Linked DNA regions of Mus musculus: all the other regions are linked to region 2. Evidence: chromatin contacts called from public Hi-C and promoter capture Hi-C data. All regions are on one chromosome and are shown on one strand. The core of a region is the stretch at or near the end of the contact, and the rest is flanking DNA. Distances in the headings are between cores, read along the strand shown. Region 1 holds the start of Fgf11 (fibroblast growth factor 11). Region 2 holds the start of Camta2 (calmodulin binding transcription activator 2). Region 3 holds the start of Nlgn2 (neuroligin 2).

What was found. Promoter capture Hi-C pulls out the DNA fragments that hold promoters and counts their contacts. A called contact is a pair of places that touch in the nucleus more often than the background predicts.
Region 1: a promoter capture Hi-C map of cranial neural crest shows a contact between it and region 2. The contact joins the promoter of Fgf11 here to the promoter of Camta2 in region 2. A contact is called at or near these places in 2 of 39 promoter capture datasets (cranial neural crest and pre-B cells).
Region 3: a contact with region 2 is called in a Hi-C map of CD4 T cells, with 4 times the contacts expected there. The contact joins the promoter of Nlgn2 here to the promoter of Camta2 in region 2. A contact is called at or near these places in 1 of 39 promoter capture datasets (liver) and 1 of 484 Hi-C or Micro-C datasets (CD4 T cells).

What each region holds. Positions count from the first base shown.
Region 1 is chr11:69,799,463-69,803,589 of GRCm38.p6, reverse strand. Fgf11 (fibroblast growth factor 11) reads left to right here and starts at 1,310. Exons shown (of 5, transcript NM_001362623.1): 1 at 1,310-2,157; 2 at 3,814-3,924. The coding sequence starts at 1,965.
Region 2 is chr11:70,686,371-70,689,975 of GRCm38.p6, reverse strand. It overlaps Camta2 (calmodulin binding transcription activator 2), which reads left to right and starts at 1,871. Exons shown (of 23, transcript NM_001190376.1): 1 at 1,871-2,090; 2 at 3,535-3,605. The coding sequence starts at 3,599. It overlaps Inca1 (inhibitor of CDK, cyclin A1 interacting protein 1), which reads left to right. Exons shown (of 7, transcript NM_001252484.1): 5 at 37-230; 6 at 832-991; 7 at 1,227-1,615. The coding sequence ends at 1,370.
Region 3 is chr11:69,836,525-69,840,165 of GRCm38.p6, reverse strand. It overlaps Nlgn2 (neuroligin 2), which reads left to right and starts at 2,382. Exons shown (of 8, transcript NM_001364137.1): 1 at 2,382-3,118. Tmem256 (transmembrane protein 256) reads right to left here and starts at 1,641. Exons shown (of 4, transcript NM_026982.1): 1 at 1,517-1,641; 2 at 1,215-1,246; 3 at 898-978; 4 at 608-800. The coding sequence starts at 1,601. The coding sequence ends at 657.

The sequences.
Region 1 (4,127 bases), core at 61-2,560, 890 kb after region 2:
AGTGTTTCCTTTGGTGAGAGGGTCATGCAGGGGACTGCTGCTCCCTCCATACAGACAGTGTATGCTTGGGTCCAAAGTCCCTTTTCTAAAAGGTTTCCCCAGTATTCTACCCTGCCTGAGGCCCAAGTTCTCTAAATCTGGCTGGCGCCCCTTCTGTCCCGGTACTGCCTCCCGGAACCTCTCTCCCCTATTCTTTCAGAGTCTGACAGGGATAGTAGGAATGTATTTACTGACAAAATGCGGGAAGGAACTGGTTTTTGGAAACCTAGTTCTGATCAATTGGCTCATACCAAACCAGAGATATTAAGGCCGGATCACAGCCCAGACTGGATGGCACAGCTACCGGTTTCTCCACTTTCCCCCCAACTCTCCTCGTCCATTTCTGTCCTCACTTCCATCCCAGGCAGTAGAATCCCTTTTCATTTTCTCTCTGTCGGCTATTCCATCGACCCCCTGCCCCCAGCCCCGCCATATCAGGCTCCGTGTCTCCTCTCCTCTGAACCCCGAGATTTGCAGGCCTTGCCTCTACTCCGCCTGCCTCTGTGACAGTTCCCACTTAGAGCTTCCAAGGAACCCCAGGGTTCCGCCCGCCCAGCTTCTCCCAGCGTCTCCGCCCCCTGCCCCGCCCCCAGGCCGGCTCGCAGAGGAGGGGGAGCCTCTGTCGCCGCCGCCGCCTCAGCTTCCCACAGCCGCTGCCGCTGCCTCCGCCGCTCTGCCTGGTCCAACCTCCAGGCCCAGTGCTCTGACTTTGCCGAACCGAGGCGCTCTGCAGAGACATCCTTACTCCTTCCTGGGGGTCCGGGACGCTTAGGCCGACGTTGGGGGGAAACCTCCGCTTGCGGGTGACAGGGAGGGAGGAGCCTGGAGCTGGAGCTCGCGGCACCCGTCGCCCGGATCAACAGGACAGGACAGGTTGAGGGGCGTCGGGGAAAGGAAGGGGTGTTATAGCAGTCCCAGGGAGGACGAGAAAGCCCTGGCGCAGGAAGCTCTGATGCGCTGTGACTTATTAAGGGCCTGTTCACGTTTGAGGAGTGTTGACAACGTGGGTGCACTCCTCTCTTGGGGGCCTTGTTAGATTGGAGGGTGTGGGATCTAAGCAGTGCCAGTTGTTCCTCGGGAAATTTAAGGGGCAACTAGAAAACAGACAGAAACGGCGGATGCTCCTTTTTTCGGGGCGACAGAGGGTCCTGCAGACAACCACCTGGTGTCTGCACTAAGAAGGGTTGATTTGGAGGTGACTTCAAAAGGAGTGGAGGGTAGCAAGGTGAGGGAATGGTGTTAGCAGCTGGGACTCTGTGGTACTAGAAATGGGGGTGACAATGAGAAAAAGCATTATCCAGCCAGGGGGCCTGGGAACCCCTTTTCACTGAACCTAAACAGCCTGAATTTTGAGTCATATTTGCTGGCAGAGGGGGGATTTGAAGAAAGTGGGAGACCCACTCCATTTAGAGTATAGAAAAGGAAAAAAGAAAACAGAGCTGGGCTCCTCTTGACATTGACAGCAGCCTAGGGTGAGCTAATGTCCACAAAGCTTAGGACCCACACCCTGTGTAAGAGTAGGCTGGGCAGGAGCGGCCCCAAAATAGGGTAGAAAGAAGCCTCGGGGTATTGAGAACACATCTTAGAAATATAGGAGGGTCTTGACTGTGGGATAGAGGAGGTATCTTCTATCTGGTACAGAGGCCAGAGAGGAGGGAAGGGGAAAGCTTTCATTAGGGGACAGAATTCATGGGTGAGGTCAGCTGAGGAGTGCATAGGCTGCTGGAGCCGCTGGAGCTAGTCAGGGCCCAAGGGTGGGAGCCGGTGGTGTTGGGGAACGTACTGGGGTCTGGGGTTTCTCTTCAGATCCTGTGGGTGGGGCGGTGGGTTGGGTCCTGAGCATGCCCTGGTGAGAGGGCTCCTCTTGGGGAGCCCAGGGCGCTCCGGGAGCCTGCTGGTTTGGGGGTGTCTCCTCCCGGGGCGCGATGGCGGCGTTGGCCAGTAGCCTGATCCGACAGAAGCGGGAGGTCCGCGAGCCCGGGGGCAGCCGGCCCGTGTCGGCGCAGCGGCGCGTGTGTCCCCGCGGTACCAAGTCACTTTGCCAGAAACAGCTCCTCATCCTGCTGTCCAAGGTGCGACTGTGCGGGGGGCGTCCCACGCGACAGGACCGCGGCCCAGGTGAGTGTGGCTAGGGCGGGGTCTCCCACAGAAGTCCTGCCTGAGGCCAGGGACCCTGACGATTGAAGCCCGATGAGGAGGGGGGTGTCCCAGAAGTGGAAGAGGTGGGCCAGAACGACAGAATTTACGGGACTATCCTTCAGGTTCTTCCTCTTTGCCTGTAATGCCGAGTCTCCTTGCTTTCGAGGGCAGGGGGAAGGTTTGAGGGGCGAAGTCTGGCGCCCCAAGCTTCTCTGCTCCTGTCAGCCCCCCTTCAGCACAGGACTCCCCACCCCCCACGGTTCTTCGCCTACGTGCGGGTTCTCGCGATTCTTTCCATCCGAAGTGGCGGGGCTTGAGGGGTTCTGGACGCTTGGGTCACCCCGAGGGTTTCTGCAGCCCTGGCTGCCCCGCCCCCGCTCCGGCTCTCCCGCCCCTCCACGCTTTGGCTCTGTTCTTCCTGGTCGAGCTCGCCTGGCCAGGAGCCAATCTCTCCAGCTCTCCCCCGGGTGTCCTTGCAGGCTACCTCGTCAGTCAGCCCCCTCCGTACGCCCTCCTTCTGTGACCTGCGCTTCGAGAAGGGTGCTGGGCACCCCCTCCCATTACTCCTGTGTGACTCGGAAATCCAGTCCCACAGGCTCCGGGGACCCTCAGCCAGTAGGAACTCACACATAGTTCAAGCTGAAGACCTGCACAGGGACTTAAGCGGGGGGTCGTACCACTTACAAGGGGGAACAGGGAAATCGGCAGAGAGCAAGCCCCACCAGGAGAGGAGAGATGTAAGGGCTGGTATGTGATTCCCGTCCAGGTACGACAGTTAGGGAGTCCCTCTGGCCTCGCTCCAGGCCGCTGCCGGTTCCCTTAGGGGTAGCCCCTTGTGCCCTCCTCCCCCACCACCAACGGTAGGTAGTGGTACAGTCCGCAGCCCACCCTCTGAGTGGGACCCAGCCCCCACGTGATGCAGCCTGCCTCTCCATCTCTGTCCCCTCTTCCTTTTCCTTGATGTGGTTTAAATGTCCCCCATCCCAGGCCAGTTACCTGGCTGAAGGGTAGAAGCTCAGTCTCAGGGAAAACTGGACCCTCGTGAGCCAGCCGACTGACTGACAGACAGACAGACAGATGGGTCAGTGTCAGACAGGCCGGCGCTGTGCCAGAGCAAGGCCCGCGCCAAGCGAGCGGCAGCTGCAGCAGCAGGTGCTGAGTCAGCGTCAGTCAAGCCCAGTCCCACCCCTACTTCTGAGGGGGAGCCCCTTCCCTGTGGTCACCTTGCTGCTCACCCCGACATTTGCAAACACATTGCCCTGCGTTTCTGGCACTGTCCGTTTCTCTCTCTCTCTCTCTCTCTCTCTCTCTCTCTCTCTCTCTCTCTCTCTCTCTCTCTCTTCTACCTCCTCCCCGCCCCCAACTCTGGTAGGGAAAAGGAATTAAACCATTTAAATAAATTTCAATAAATTAAGCTGACGCTCATGATTAGAGAAAGCGGAAGGGACCCACACCCCAGCTTCCTCAGGAATCAAAGCGAGGTGGAGGGAAGCTTGCTTGAAGGGTAAAGGAGCTGGGGCCCTGGAACCCTCTTCTCTTCATTTCCCCTTTCTTCTTTCCTGTGATCCCGCCAAGTGTAGGAATGTTTCTGGGAACAGAGATGTCATTTTCAAAGATAAATGTCTCTCTCTCCAGAGCCTCAGCTCAAAGGCATCGTCACCAAACTGTTCTGCCGCCAGGGTTTCTACCTCCAGGCGAATCCCGATGGGAGTATCCAGGGCACCCCAGAGGACACCAGCTCCTTCAGTGAGAAGGGACACCAGCTGCAGGGTGGGCAGTGGGGAGATGGGGACAGGAGATGACAAGCCTATCACCTCTTCAGGCTTGGCTGCCTTCCATTTGTCTTCTTGGGCCCCAAGGGAGGCAGTGAGGCTGGAGTTGGGGGGCGGGGCTCAGATGGAAATGAGGTACTTGGGTATTGACTGCTTGCTTTCCACTCCCCCACCCCC
Region 2 (3,605 bases), core at 622-3,121:
TCTATATTTAGCAACTATTCTTCCTTCTTGACACAGAGGGCCACTGATTGCTCCCGGCCTAGCCTGCACCCTCTTGAGGGGCTCCCTCCTCCTGAGAAGCTTTGGAGAAGAAAGAGAAAGAAGCTGCATTTGGAAAGAATGCAGAAGGGACCTGGAAGCATTCCAGCCCGAGTTAGAGCAGTTACTTATCATCTGGAGGACCTGAGAAGGCGCCAGGGAATCATCAATGAGTAAGGAGGCGTGGCATGGGCCTCTGCAAGCCAAGCAGGGATTAGAGAGAGGCAGCATAGTTAAGAGCTTTAAGAGAATTCATTGGCACTTACAAAGGAACCATGTCCTTGGTGTAACTGAAATATAATTTCTTTATTTTTTTGCATTTAATTATGTATATACTTATATAGTGCATGCCACAACATGTGTGTGGAGGTCAGAGGACAATTTATGGGAACTGGCTCTCTCCTTCCATCATTTGGGTCCTGACTTAGGTCATCAGGCTTGGTGGCCAATACCTTTACCTGCTAAGTCACCTTGCTGACTCTCAAACATGATTTCTATAGTATGGAAAGAAGCAATTGAGGGATGGAAGTCATATAAGCTGGAAGGCGTGACATGGCCCATGATTACAAGAAAGCACATCGTTAATTGGGGGTCACTGTTTGGCCCCTGGATCAAAAATTCTTGTCTGTGAAGAACAAAAAGTTGGGGTGAATTGAAGGTCAGTGGTAGCACCTGTGATTCTCAGCAAGAAGTGCTTCAGGCCAGGGGTGAGGGATGAAGAGACTGGAAGACTGACCTCCAGGCACTAGTCTCCTCCATCTAATGTCTCCACAGACTGAAGAGGGCCCAGTGGGGCAGCTCTGATGCTACACCTGAACTTCCAGCACTTGAAGAGGGCTTTGAACTCCTAAGCACTACAAAATACTTTGACGTGGAAGAAGAGAGGGCAACCTATCCACAGAAAGAGACTTATTCTGTCACTCCCAGAGATCAGGTAAAACTGGAGAGGAACACAGTAAGGTTAGGGAGGAAGTCAATTCATAATCAAATGGGGATGTGGCAGAAGCCAAGAGCCAGGTAGGATAGCTGGTTTAAGGACGAAAAGTGGTCAAGAAACTGAGCTTTTGAGGGTATGTGCCTGAATTTGGCAATTAAGAAATCTGGAGAGAGTCCTGTTTTTCCATTCTTGCTTTTCTTATCCCCTTGCTCTCAATTGCTCTCACCTACAGCTGCTTTGGACTCCCTGGACTCCTGTAGGCCAGCAGGGGACTTATGCCTCTGGGCAGCTAAGCTCTTTGACCTACAGCACTGCTACAGCCAGAAAGAACCCCGTTTACGATCCCCAGGCGATGGAGTTGGAGTCTGAGGAGTAGTGGGAAATCATCCAGGCCCAAGCTACGGGACCCAAGATCAATTCAAACATCAGGACTCCCTAGTGCTGGCTTCAGAGCGGATGTTTTCTATCTCTGTTGTCTCCATCCCATAGCGTAGGCATTCACAGCCCACTTGAGTTCCTATCTAACTGCCCAGTACACTCGCAGCCGGGTTTTTCTCTAGGCCAGAACCTGGTCTTGTGTTCTCTCTGTTCTGTTATTAAAGAGCACCAAATAGTCTTGTTTCTGTGCGAGGTAGTGATGGAAGGGGAATGAAAAGGCGGACTCCGTTGATTTTTTTGAGGATTCAGGACAATGAAGTTAGGCTAGGTCCCTAAATTTGCCGAGTCTCGCCCGAGGCCAGAAGAATTCTGCATTCTCAAGCACTCTCCTTTGCCTCCAGGGCTCTGGCCCTGGACCTCTGCCCACGCCCCATCCTCCTGCGCCCACAAGTCACGTCAATCGGCCGAGCTTCCGCCTCCGGATCCCGGTTCTCCTCAGCGCTATTGCCTCTTTAGGGACGGTCCAGCAGCGCGTCTCGTAGACTGGCCCAGAGTCCCAAGTGTGCTGACCCCAGGTTCCCTTCCCGACCCCCGTTCCCTTAATTGGGAGGCCCCGCCCCGTGCGCACTGACGTCGAACGCCGCTGTCAGCCGGCGCTAGGGGGGGTCGGTTTGGGGTAGAATGGCCGCTGCCGCCGTCACCCGCGGGACCCCGGGAGGTAAGAGCCAGGGCCTCTAGCCCGCCTCTCCGCCCCCGCGCCAGGGGGCGCAGCTCCACGCGGCCCGGGTGTGGAGCGCGGCGCTGGGGACCACCGTCCCTCCACCCCGTTTGCCCCCACCTCACCGCTTCCGTCCTCTTTCCCCGCGCCAGGGGGCGCCGCTAGGCGCAGGGCCCCTTCACGGATCAGAGAGTGCGGGGAGAGTCCCCAGACCCCCTCCCCGGTCTCCCGCACTGCCCCTTGCTGCCAGGTGTTCATGAACTCTGCTCAGCTGCTTCTCCAGAACATCCGGGTTTGCGGGCGGGACCCCCTCCCACCTCCGGGGTTCTCCCAGGACCCCTGCCCCCTTTGGGGAGAGCATCCCACCCCCGGCGACAGTCTTAGACCACCGCTCTCAGGCCCGCAGTCTCATCCGGCTCCAGCTCTGCACCCTGGCAAACTGCCTAGCCAGAGCTGCGCACCTGCACCCTGGGGTGGACTTTTTATCCCAACCCTAGCCTCTCTGCACACCTCCGATCCGATCCTGAATGGGCTTCCACCCCCTCTCCATCCCCGGACACCTGGCAGAACCCGCGCAGAGAGCCTCCTCCAGCTCCCATCTGTTCCTCAAGAGGGCGGAGGCTCAGGCTGGAGCCAGAGCAGTAGAGGGGATATGGTAGGCTGGGAGCCAGAGAAGAAGCAGAGGTTGGGGAAATAGGAGTGTTAGGGTGAAGTAGAATTCTAGCTGCAAAGAGGAAGCCGGCATGTCCCACCCGGAAGCTTACTCCAACATGTCTATTCCAAATTCTCCCAGCCCCTGACCAACCTGAGAGAGAGCACATGAGGTCAGTTATCAGCTCTACCCTTCCTCTTAGAAAAAGTCAGAGAGAGAAGGAAATTGGGGTGTGTCTTCAAAGGCCCAGCTTGTTACCGGACTTGGACTTAGATCTGCTTTCCTTCAGCATCCAGGTTTTCTTGCCAAGCCATCCTCCTCCTAGGACCAGAGCCCCAGCTCTCACAACTTGCCTACCCTTCCCTCTAGCCTTGCTCTCCCTTCCTAAACGTACCCTGAGTTCTTTTTTCTGTTTGATTTTTCCGTGGAGAAATAGATCTACTAACTGACCTCACCTACTCTCTCTCAGGTCGGTCAGGGCCTGTGAGAATCTAGGTTAGACATGCAGGATCCAGCTTCCTGCCCTAGGGAATGCTCCAGCACTGTGAGCATCCCCCACTCATCCCTTTCTTCTGAGCACCCTGTTCTGTCTTGTCTCCCCACTCATGTTGGTTCCTGGTACTATGTTCTTTCATCTCTGTTCTCTGGTTCTGCTGTCACATTCTAGTTCCACATTTTCTTCATCTTTCCCAGATGTCAGCACTGAGTTCTAAACCCCTTTTATCACACCAAGCTCCTCATCTTGGGTTAATGTGGGGGCTTCTTCCATGACCTTATTCTCTCCTTTTCCAGCACAGACTCCCCCTCCCCCCGGCCCCTCAGGCCGGGGGTGACCTGGCCCCCTGGAACCTTCACCATGAATA
Region 3 (3,641 bases), core at 1,133-3,632, 850 kb after region 2:
ACACCTGTAATCTCAGCAACCAGGAGGCTAAGGAAGGAAGCACCTGGACATACAACTCAACAGAAGAAAAACTGCCCACCATTCCCAAGGCTCTGGGGTCAACCCTCAATATGGGGGAGTTTGGAGGGGAACTCCAATGAACTACATGAATGAAATTACTAAAATCTACATTCCCATGTGTTTTTTAAAAAAAGATTTGTTTATTATTATAAAAGCTAAGTACACTGTAGCTGACTTCAGATGCACCAGAAGAGAGCGTCAGATCTCATAACGGATGGTTGTGAGCCACCATGTAGTTGCTGGGATTTGAACTCAGGATCAGCAGTCGGCGCTCTTAACCACTGAGCCATCTCTCCAGCCCCTCATGTGCTCTTTAGGTAAGAGGCTCCATTAGTTCAAGCGCTCTTTATGAGCCCTACACACAATTACAACACCTTGTAAAGATTGGAATTCCAGAACCAGAGGATCTTTGTAGTTAGAAATGCAAATTCAAAGGTAGACTCTCTGCCCTCCCTTGCTCAATGTTAGATGAATAAAGACACCAAAGTTCTTTATATGCCTTTTTCTTTTAATTTCTTTTCTGCTTCAACATTGGCTCCTTCCCTCTGCGCCCAATTACCCAGAAAGGCCAGGACTGGGCGCTTAAACAAGAGACTTCAAAAAGCCAAGGCAAGCCAGCCCAAGATTAGCAGGCTCCCTCCCACAGGCCCCAGAGTCTGGATGCTGGTGTCTCCACTCAGAGCCTGGTAGTAGAAGCTGGTGCAGAATAAGGTAGTTCCAGAAGCTAACAGTAATCCTGCCTGGAAGAGGCAGAGAACAGAATACAGAATTTTAAGAACAAAGCAACATGAGGGAGTAAATGAGGTTTGATTTAAATTAGGCAAGGGAATTGGTTACCCAGACAGGTTTTCTGCAAGAGGGTACCCCTAACAGGGCCAGGCTGTGCAAAAAGTGGTGTTTGTTGGCCTTGTCAAAGAGCTGTAAGAAAAAGAGAAGAGAGAGATTTTCTAAGCAACATAGGACCGAAGTCCATTAACACTGTCACCTCTGACGGCTCAGTTTGCTGCTCCCCCAGGTCTTCAAGCCACAGGCCTGCAGTCCTTGCAGTAGAGACCTACACTTGACTGCCTTCCCATTCATCTCCCCACCCCCTCCCAGTTTAAGGACACCCAAACATCGCGCCAAGTCCAGGAGTCCCAGAACTGTTACTTCACCTCCTTCCCGTAGGCATCCGGAAACTGAGCGCCTGTAGAGAGATGCAAAACCAATCAGAACTGTATTGGCTTAGACCCTCTCAAACCCCAGGGGCACCTAAGTAGACACTGCATCCCTGGAAGCTTCTGACTGGTGGAAACAGATGTAGTACTGAGACGCTTTTGGACCTAAAGACAAACTTGAAGGTTCGGGGTTCCAAGGGATCTCTATTCCATAAAAGACAAGACACTTCCTATAGGTCCCTCCCCGCACCAGATCCCAAAGATTGCCCCCAGCCCAGCTGCATCCCACGTCCCCTGACCGTGTGCCCCGTAGGAGGCCAAACCCAAGGCCCCAGCTCCGGACAAGGCACCTAGGCGGCGGAAAGCAGCCCCTACCCCGGCCATAGCTGTGGGTGGTCACGCGCGGAACCAACACCGCCCTGACCACCCAACAAGCCAGCCAATCCCGATTGCCCATGCAAATAAGGTCCAAAAATGCCCAATCAGGGCTATGTTCATTTCAGAGCCCCGGTTCCCTTACAGACGCCTTTGTAAAACTTCTGTTGAATGGAGAAGATGTCTGGCGGGCGGAGAAACTAGAACCAATTAGGAGCGGAGGAGCGGAGCAGTGGGAGGCGGGGTTGAGGGTGGGACTAGAGGATTTGCGTCACGGATTGGCCCACTTTCCAAGTTGATCGCCTCTTCGACACCCCAACCCCACACCTCCAGCTAATTTGCAAAGATATCGGTCCCCCACAAAGTTCCACCCCTTTTTCTACAGGCTCCTCCTGTTCTGCTTCAAACCAGACCCACTCCTCAAAAGGGGCGGCCCCACGGATTTCTAAGCTCCACCTATTGCCATCAAACCCCTCCCATCCCACGATGGCTCCGCCTCTGTGCCTAGAGGCCCCGCCTTCTTCGTGTGATGCCCTGCCCTCTATAGTTCAGCTGTTCTCCCCCTTGCTAGACCCGGAGAGCCCAGAGGGTGGGAGATCCGGGGGGGCGGGGGGAGAGATGTCTTCACCCTGCTCTAGTTCGCTACGTCCATCCGTCCGTCTGTCCACTCCCACCCCTTTCACTGTCTTCAATCCCCCCCCACACTCCAGAGGGCGGGTGGGCAGGCGGGTGCAAGCGAGGGGTGTGCGCCGCTCTCTCGGCAGGGGGCGGGGGAGGCGGCCGCGCGGTGACGCGCGGGGCTGCTGCGGCTGCTCCGCCGGCGGATCATCACTCTCGAGCTGGGATGGACGCGGGGCGGGCGGGCCCTGGCGCGCAGAGCCAGGAGTCCGGGCCTCCTGGCTACTGAGCATTTCCCAAAGCCTCCCCTAGCCCTTGCCTTCCTTCCTAGGAGCCGCACCGACCTCTGCCTCGAGGCTCGGGACTCGGCCCCCGCCCTCTTCTGACTCCCCGGATCTCCCTCCCGCCCGCCCTCGGGATCGACTAGATCCCTCCCCCTCCCCGAGGATTCCGGCTGGATCCCTGCCCCTGCACCGCGGATTCTGCGCTCCGGGGCTCCGGGCCCCTAGGGATTGCCGTGGACTCCTCCTCCAGCACCCGATCCCTTAGGATCTGTCGCCTGAACCGCCTCCTGGTCCCTCGAAGCCATCCCAGAGAACCAGTGGATCTCCAATCTAGTCCTGTCCCATTGCTCCCTCCTGGCTCAGCCTTTCCCACTGCGGGGTTCCCTGTTCTTGAGCTCTCTCTGACCCTATACCCTAGCTTTCCTTTTCCTGGGGATCGACTGGATTCCGGCCCCGCCCCCCGGGGCTGGGGCGATCCCCCTCCCCCGCCGGGTGAGGCGCTGCAGGCGGGGGCTGGGCCTGCGGGGCCGCGGGGGCTCAGAGGCCGCCGCCCCCCTTCTGAAACCCGTCCGCCCCCCGCTCGGAGCCCTGGATGGAGGCACCACGGCCCCAGGGCTGATCCAGGTAGGAGCTAAGCCATGCTGGGTGGAGGGGGCTGCGCGGCGGTCCATTGGGGTCTTCCTCTTCCCATATTCCTCCCTGCGCCTGGTTTCCCTCAGCCTGCTCTGTCTGCGTGTCTCCGCCTAAGGATGCTCTCGCCGTGTCTCTGCGTCTTGGTCTCTTTGTCTCTGCCTCTCTCCAGTCCATGAATGATCCTTTGAATGGGCCCACAGACCCCGTGTGTTCCCATCTCCCCCTCCCCCTCCTTCTCCCCTTCCCGGCCAAGCCATTTTCCCCACTGCAGGAAGGGGGGGGGGCTGCGGCCTGAGCCCCCGTCCCTCAACTCTCCCCGGTTGGGGGAGTCGGGCCTGGGCTGGAATGGAAGAGCAAGGCAGAGGGATCGGGAGGAGGGGGGAGCAAGATGTGGCAGACAGAGATGAAGAGAGAAAATGGGGGAGAGAGTAATAGAAAAAAGGAGAGAGAGAGAGAGCACTTGAGGGAGAAAATCAGAGAAGGTATTTGGAGGAGAGAGCGATGAGAAACACCA